Regions from separate parts of the Sus scrofa genome. Here region 2 is linked to region 1. The links are chromatin contacts, called in public promoter capture Hi-C maps. All regions are on one chromosome and are shown on one strand. Each heading gives the region's core, a stretch centred on a gene start, on an enhancer-like site or on the middle of the called end of the contact. The rest is flanking DNA. Distances are from core to core; before and after follow the strand shown. Region 1 holds the start of MASP1 (mannan binding lectin serine peptidase 1). Region 2 holds the start of SST (somatostatin).

Region 1 (3,808 bases), core at 606-3,105:
TCGCTTGGGTACCCTGAACAGCTAAAACAGCACAAAGATAGTCTTCTTTAAGTCTCCTAGCAACCTTCATTTTCCAGATGAGGAACCAGAATCAGCCATGTTAACTCTTGGGCCCAAAGTGCACAGCTAGCTTGTATAGAAAGGAAAGATTATAGCTCAGTTCTAACTGTAGTTTAATACTCTTTTAAAAATGCCTCAAATTGAGTTGCTCTGTGAATAGGGTGTGTATTTGAAATGTCATGTGCACTATAACATGTTAGTGAGAATCAGTTCAATATAGCAGCTAAGGGCTCAAATTCTTCCCAATCACTGTCCAACTGTACGACCTCAGATAAATTACTTAAATGCTTTGGGATGTTTCCGTAACTGGAAAATGGGAATAATACTACTACCCACCTATACAAAATATAAAGATGATTGAAAAGGGGAGTTCCCTTCATGGCTCAGTGGTTAATGAACCCAACTAGGAACCATGAGGATGTGGGTTTGATCCCTGGCCTCGCTCAGTGGGTTAAGGATCTGGTGTTGCCATGAGCTGTGGTGTAGGTTGCAGATACGTATGGCTCGATCTGGCATTGCTGTTGCTGGGGTGTAGGCCGGCAGCTGTAGCTCTGATTTGACCCCTAGCCTGGGAACTTCCATATGCAGTGGATGAAGCCCTAAAAAGCAGGAAAAAAAAAAAAAAGGTGATTGAAAGGAGCTAATACATTCCTAGAACAGACACAGATGCTCAGTAAATGTTAACCATTAACTGTGGTACTAGTAAGGAGTAATAAAGGCTGGATTATCTAGGCAAGTTTTATAACCTCTCTGAGCCTCAGTTTTCTCATTTGTAAGATGAGAATAACAGCATGGCCTCTCAAAGTCTGTGACAGTAATTGAGATGACACGTGTACCTAGCCCTGTGCCTAGCACAGAAAAGGTTCTCAGTAAAATCTATTTTTCACACCCAGACATCTCTCTCCCTATTCAGGACTGGTGGTCATTGTTGTGGAGAAAGGAATTTTCTTCTTATTCGGCTTGGCTTAGATCTGATGCTGCTTTCGCCACAAACCCTGGGTCTAGACATGTATACAGATCTAGGTCTTTCAACAACCACAGATGTGGGGCTTTCTGGGTGCAGACTGTATCAGGCCTCTGCACACTCTGAGTTGGTAAACAGCACAAGCTTTGCTTCTAATGGCAAAGAACAACTAGCCAACTACAGGACTGGCTGCTTCCTCACACACAGGGCCAGCAGTGGTTCACAGGAAAGCCTGTAGTTGTTTGCAGACAGACAAGCTTTGGGATTTGGATCTTTTTTCTTTCCTGGTGTAGGTATTAGAATTACTTTCTTGGGAGTGGTTTCTCAGGGGTACCCAAGATGCTGTCTCCTGGGCTTAAGTCCTAATTTCACCCCCAAATAAAACTTAACTCTCAAAAAAAAAAAAACCTTCTTAGTTGATTCTTCCTGTTTAATTGGTCTCCTTTTGCTGGTGTACTGAAGAAGAGCAGAAAACTATAGGCATTTGGCAGGGGAAACTGGGGAGAGATCAGACTGGTGGTGTTCCTCTCCACCCTCTCCACACACACACACACACACACACACACACACACACACACACACACACACACGTGATACCAATACCTATTTGAGTGCTCAGTTATTCTCCTCAGTGTCTGGAAGCAACCACACAGGATGAAGGAGGGAATTGGAGGAGCAGATCTTTTAAGGAAGAAGACAGATTCTGTTTGTCAGGTTCCTCTGAGTGTGTGTAAGCCAGTCAGAGGAGAGAGAGAGAGAGAGAGAGAGAGAGGGAGGGAAAGGCAGAGAGAGAGAGAGGGGGAGAGGGGATCTGTTGCAGGCAGGGGAAGGCGTGACCTGAATGGAGAATGCCAGCCAATTCCAGAGACACACAGGGACCTCAGAACAAAGATAAGGCATCGCTGACACCACACCCGGGACGAGCTTGCAGACAAGTCAGGCCGGGGGGACCAGGCAGCCAGGAGCACCCAAGGCAGGAAAATGAGGTGAGTGGCAGAGCTGGAGGAGGCACTGGGGTCCTTTCCCAGGGACCAGGTGCCAAGTAGCCCTGGAGGGTCTGACCTTGAATCTGGGCAGACTCACCTGCCTGTCCAGCGGGTAGTACAGGGGCTTCTCATTAATCCTTGGGGCTCTGAGAAGGGAGACGGGCTGGGGCCTTCGCTAGGACTCCAGAGACATGCAACTTGAAACGGTAGACTGTGTGCAAATGCCGCCCGACGCCGCTGGAGCTCAGATTTCTCCCTCTGCCAGCATAGGGTGCTGTCTGCTGGCCAATGTGACTTTCCTCCTGTTGTCCACAAGGCTGAGTTTTTGTTTTCCTTCTTTGCAAAGACCATTGGTCTATCTCTTCCAACACTTTGTGAATTAGATATGTGTTTGTGTGTTTATTTGTTCTGACCGGAAAAGAAACCAGCTTCCCACAGCTCGGCTCTGTGGTTTCTTAAACCTTCAGAAGTTTCCTAGTTAAAAACCTCAATTTAGAAAACTAAAAATCTCTCCCCATTTTACAGTCCCCTATAAATTTCTGTATTTCTCAGTGAAATCAGAGGCCCCTGGTGTCATGGATCAGGCTATGAATTGGACCAAATAGCTCTTAAAGGGATATTGCAAATTTAAAAAAGAAAAAAGGTCTTTGGAATTCTGAACGTAGGACTTTAAATTCTAATTGTTTCCAAGCTCTTTAACATTTCCTATTCTCAGCCTATATTTAGAGTTACTTCATGCTTGTTACCAGACACTCCTTTCAAGTTTTTCTCTCCAAGTGTCAAAACCCAACCACCTCCATAATTACTTTTACTATTTGCAAGTGTTAATAGTGTTAAAAGTATAAAAAAGGAAGAAGAAAATCACCCTGCAGATGTGTTAAGTCCCTGAAACACCTCTTTTCCCATTAATTTTCTTCTCAATTGGGAAAGGGTTTCTATTTGTTTCTCTTCCGCAAAGTCACCTAGCAACTTTTCAGGGTCTGGGGCCAAAGAGGGGCTTCACGCTGTGTTAACTCTTTGAACTCAGATTACCTGTGTTTCAAAGAGATAATTTGGTCTTGAAGGTTAACCAATCATTCCCTTACTTTTAAATCCATTGTAATTTTAAACCTGCCATTTAACTTCCTTTTCCTTTCTCCTAAAAGAGGTGAGATTTATGCCAGTCTGTGTGGAATGACAATTCCATTGATCTGTCCACTATTCAAACCTCACCCTGCCACCCAGGGCCCCAGCCATACCAAACTATGGGGCAGATGATCAGTTCTGTATCTTTTTGTGCTCATGGCTTAACCTAGAAGAGCCCTGCCTCTTATTTCCCCTATTTCTAGAGGACCTGCTTGTTCAAGCTGGCTCAAACATCACCTCCTCTTCCCTGCCCTGAATCCTCAGAGTCAGCATTTCTCTTTAGTGCTGTTTCTGTCCTTGGGAGCTACATCACTTAATATCTCCTTGTTGAAATGTCCACCTCCTTTTCCAAGCATGAGCGTTCCCTAAGGAATAGGATCTATATCTTGTTCATCTTTGTACGCCTAGCGCCTAGTATAACGTTTGTTTCCTGTTAGGTATTCAATAAATTTCAGCTGAGTTGAACTCAGTTGTTCAATAGCAAAACTACTACTGCAGAATTGTCCCACTAGAAGTCTCTAAAAGGCCTTGCCTCCTATAGACACAGTACTTCAGAGTTTGCAAAGCACTTCACAGGCACTGTTTCATCTGGTCTTCAGATTTTGAATGAGGTAAGGATTTTGGGAGAAGTGAGGATAAAAGAGTTAAGCAATTTCCCAAAAGCCACAATGAT
Region 2 (4,165 bases), core at 790-3,289, 310 kb before region 1:
AGAGCTTAGAGCCAGATGGAGGGGCTACTTCTTGTTCTCTGTCTTGCTCCTGTTTTAGAGAAATTCTCTTTCCCTTACTCAGTGGGGCCACCAAGAGCAAGTCCTGAGTGGAGGAGATGTGAGATAATTTTGGAGTGCCTTGGGACAGTTGGGTTGATAGAACTAGACTCTGAATCCCCAGCTACAGGCCAAGGAGGGTTCCAGGAAATAGAGAGAAAATATGCTATTTCCTAAGGTTGTGTTCTACAGTCCCAGAGTCATTGCTCTCCCAGACTATTGCAACATATGTGAACAATTTTTTAAAGCCCTACCGGTGCTTAGCCTTGCTTGGACTCATCAAGCCCTGGAAGTTTTAGCACTGCTTGCTTTGCATTCTCTCATTTTTCTGGGTTAAGGACACAAAAGAAAAAGGTGACAATTATTCGAGCTATTCAGGATACTTCCCAATCCCTCCTGCCTCTTAACACTGTAGTCTCTTGTTTAAGTATTTTTGAGAATACATGATGCCTGGCTGGTGATTGGGCAAGTTCTCTGCTTCACTTGGTGTCTAAAGATACAGTAATTTTTTTTTTCAGCTCTTACAAGCTTGAAGCTTATAAAATATCAGCCCTTGAAGCATCTGCAGTGATCATCTGGTCCATGAAAGGACATATAGCTGGCCCTTCCTGGATAAGAAATTATTTTTTGGGGGGGGGGACAAAAAAAGAAACAGAACTCTGACCAGGACAGAAAACATACAACCAGACCACAACCAAAATTCCAGAACAGCATTTCTCAAACTTCTTTTTTATGTGTGTGGGGAGTAGGGGAGTAGTGGATCTGAGAGTCTGTTGATGCTTTTCCCACACAGAGACATACAATAATGGTCACTTATGTTCAGGGGGTTGCAGAATTTGTTATGTCCAAAGTGGGAGTCTCTGACCTAAAACTGCTGCTATTGGCCAGGAATCTGTTAGAAAACTTAGAGTTGAGTGAAAAGAACCCTAGCCTTGGAATGTGGAGATCTAGTGCTTGCTCCAGCTGTGAAATGTGTGAACTAGAGAACTTCGCTGCCTCTTTCTAGGTTCAGTGACTCAAACTCTGAGGTTTAGTAGATGGTTTCTGAGATTTCTTTCCAGTTTCAAGTTTCTAGAACCAAAATGAAGTCAATCTTACTTTTTTTTTCCCTTTTGCTTTTTTTTTTTTTTTTTTTGGTCAGAGTAGGAAGGCAGTAGAGTAGAAGTGTCTCAGCTGCTGAGAAAGAGTGAGGCAGGAGTGCCTAAGGTAATTTCACCTTCATTATAAGGAAAAGTGAAGTTCTTTTAGAGTCCCAAGACGTCTTTAATCTACAAGACTTTTCAAGAGTCGATGAATGGGGTTGTGATGATCATTATACGACTATAAATATAATAAAATTCATTGAGTAATTAAAAAAAAAGAGTCAATGAGAAGGAAATGATTCGGTCCTTCTCGAATCCACATTCCATTCTCAGTTGTGTTCTTACAGGAATGCTTATCACACTCATATGTTTCTGCATTTGGTATTCTTAAAATGTCTGAGTATAATGATGTATAGATTCGTGTGGGTACATTTATGTGTACACAGCTAGTGTGGTGGTATATCTGACTCTCCAGGGGCTGAATGTTTGAGTGTGTGTGTAACTGGTGTGCACATGTGTGAGTGAAATTATGGAATGTGTATGTGCATAGCACTGAGTGAATATAAAAAGATTGTGTAGATGGTGTGGCACGTGGGGGAATTGTGTGGGCCTGTGTGCAGGATTTATTTATTTCTTAATAAGCTACTTTTGATTGTGTAGAGCCTCCTCTCACTTCGGTGATTGATTTCACGAGGGTAATGGTGCGTAAAAGCGCTGGTGAGATCTGGGGGCGCCTCCTAGTCTGACGTCAGAGAGAGAGTTTAAAAAGGGGGAGACGGTGGCGAGCGCACAAGCCGCTTCAGGAGTCGCGAGGTTCAGAGCCGTCGCTGCTGCCTGCAAATCGACTCCTAGAGTTTGACCAACCGCGCTCTAGCTCGGCTTCTCTGGCCGCTGCCGAGATGCTGTCCTGCCGCCTCCAGTGCGCGCTGGCCGCGCTCTCCATCGTCCTGGCTCTGGGCGGTGTCACTGGCGCGCCCTCGGATCCCCGACTCCGTCAGTTTCTGCAGAAGTCCCTGGCTGCTGCCGCTGGGAAGCAGGTAAGGAGACTCCCTCGACGCCTTCTTTCCCCTCTCGCGAATCCCCTAACCTTACCTTAGCCTTGCCCCTCCTCCCTTGGGTGGACTTAGGAGGTGGTCCCAAAGAGTATCGGTGCTTTTCTGGGTCCCTTAGGCACCAAATCTCTCAGGAAAACTTTCAAAGTCCAGAATTCCTTTTTACCTCTTTGTTTTTTCCCTCTTTGATCAGCGCAGTAGGTCACAGTTCAGGTGAGTTCTTTGGCTTTCAAGAAAATTCTAAGATCTGGGGAACTGAGCTCGAGGGGATGATGGCATCTATCCGCGGTGCTGACCATGGGAGGTGCTGACCCAGGTGCTGAAAGCGCGGACCTCTGAAGCTTCCTAAGCAGTACCTCCCACCCATGCAGCAGGGCTGGGGGCTGAAGGGCACAACAGCTAGAACACAATATGTTTACGACTGTGAAAAGTCTTGTTTCCCACAGTTGATTTAGTAAAAATGGTAAGAACAATTCTATTTTGTAGCTCATGATATGGAAATTGAGTTAAATAAAATGTTGGCATATATTTTACCTTTGCTAACTAATGATGTTCTATTTCTTTCTATGTGTGAGTTCTAAACCTGTAGACACTAAAACCTTGCAGAAACATTTGAGTTTTTAAAGCTTCCTTGTGTAACTTGGTAAATTATAACAACAGCCCTGTTTTTATATCCTTAACCTATTTTAAGCATTACACAAAGTGCACATAGAAAATTGGGGGTTGGATGTGATTAAATCTGTTTTTTAAACCAAGCTTTTCCATTTCTTTTTCACTATCCTCATTCTCATCCCCCTCCCCCTCCCATTCCACACAGGAACTGGCCAAGTACTTCTTGGCGGAGCTGCTCTCTGAACCCAACCAGACAGAGAACGATGCCCTGGAGCCTGAAGATTTGTCCCAGGCTGCTGAGCAGGATGAAATGAGGCTGGAGCTGCAGAGATCAGCTAACTCAAACCCGGCCATGGCACCCCGAGAACGCAAAGCTGGCTGCAAGAATTTCTTCTGGAAGACTTTCACATCCTGTTAGCTTTATTAATTATTGTTGTCCATATAAGACCTCCAATTCCTCTCCTCCAAACCCCATCTCTCCTTCCCCCCCAATCCTCAGTAAGACCCTTGCATTAGGAATTGAAGACTGTAAATACAAAATAAAATTATGGTGAAATTATGAAAAACAAGATTTTTGGTTTCTTATTGAGTAAATCTTTCTGTTCAATAATACCAGATTAACTTCAGCTGTGATTTCAGTCAAGTTATTTGAGATAGGCATTCCAAATTTCACACACACTGTTTAAAATTCCCTGTGCTAATAAAGATTGTGCTTTAAATAGTAACCCTGACAGTTTGGGTTATTTTAAACATAAATAATTCCAAATAACTATGAATTCTAATTTTAATCCAGTGATAATGATTGGAAAGGGCTGCCAGAAACATCAATTACACATTAAATACACTTAAAATTATATGTTGCCTAAATGGGAAGAGAATATGAAAAAGAATGGATATGTATAACTGACTCTCTTTGCTGTACACCTGAAAATAACACAACACTGTAAGTCAACTATGCTCAAATATAAAATAAAAATTAAATCAAAAATTATATGCTAAAATAAGTATTTAGTATTAATGAGTAGGCAGGCTGGCATGTCCAACTAACCACCAGGCTAATTTGTAAAATAAACAATATATAAAAAATGGAAGGGAAAAAAAGTATTAGAAGTTGGAGAAAAGAAGCTGGCTTAAATACATAAATAAAATTCTGAGCCTTTAAAATGTACTAGTTTAAAATGTATGGTTTGTGAACGTTTATCTAGAGAAAAGAACATTGCTTTAATAACTTCTTTAGCAATCCTCTCTGTAACTGAATGAGGTTAAACGACTGCTTCCATTTTAAAAGTAAGCTCCTGGAGTTCCCGTTGTGGCGCAGTGGTTAACGAATCCGACTAGGAACCATGAGGTTGCGGGTTCGGT

What was found. Promoter capture Hi-C pulls out the DNA fragments that hold promoters and counts their contacts.
Region 2: a promoter capture Hi-C map of fetal skeletal muscle shows a contact between it and region 1, with 5 times the contacts expected there. The contact joins the promoter of SST here to the promoter of MASP1 in region 1. A contact is called at or near these places in 2 of 5 promoter capture datasets (fetal liver and fetal skeletal muscle) and 1 of 47 Hi-C or Micro-C datasets (embryonic fibroblasts).

Annotation. Positions count from the first base shown.
Region 1 is chr13:125,026,286-125,030,093 of Sscrofa11.1, reverse strand. It overlaps MASP1 (mannan binding lectin serine peptidase 1), which reads left to right and starts at 1,855. Exons shown (of 11, transcript NM_001184947.1): 1 at 1,855-2,010. The coding sequence starts at 2,006. It overlaps LOC110256383 (a long non-coding RNA gene), which reads right to left. Exons shown (of 2, transcript XR_002337795.1): 1 at 2,108-3,808.
Region 2 is chr13:125,336,616-125,340,780 of Sscrofa11.1, reverse strand. It overlaps SST (somatostatin), which reads left to right and starts at 2,039. Exons shown (of 2, transcript NM_001009583.1): 1 at 2,039-2,176; 2 at 3,009-3,221. The coding sequence starts at 2,039. The coding sequence ends at 3,221.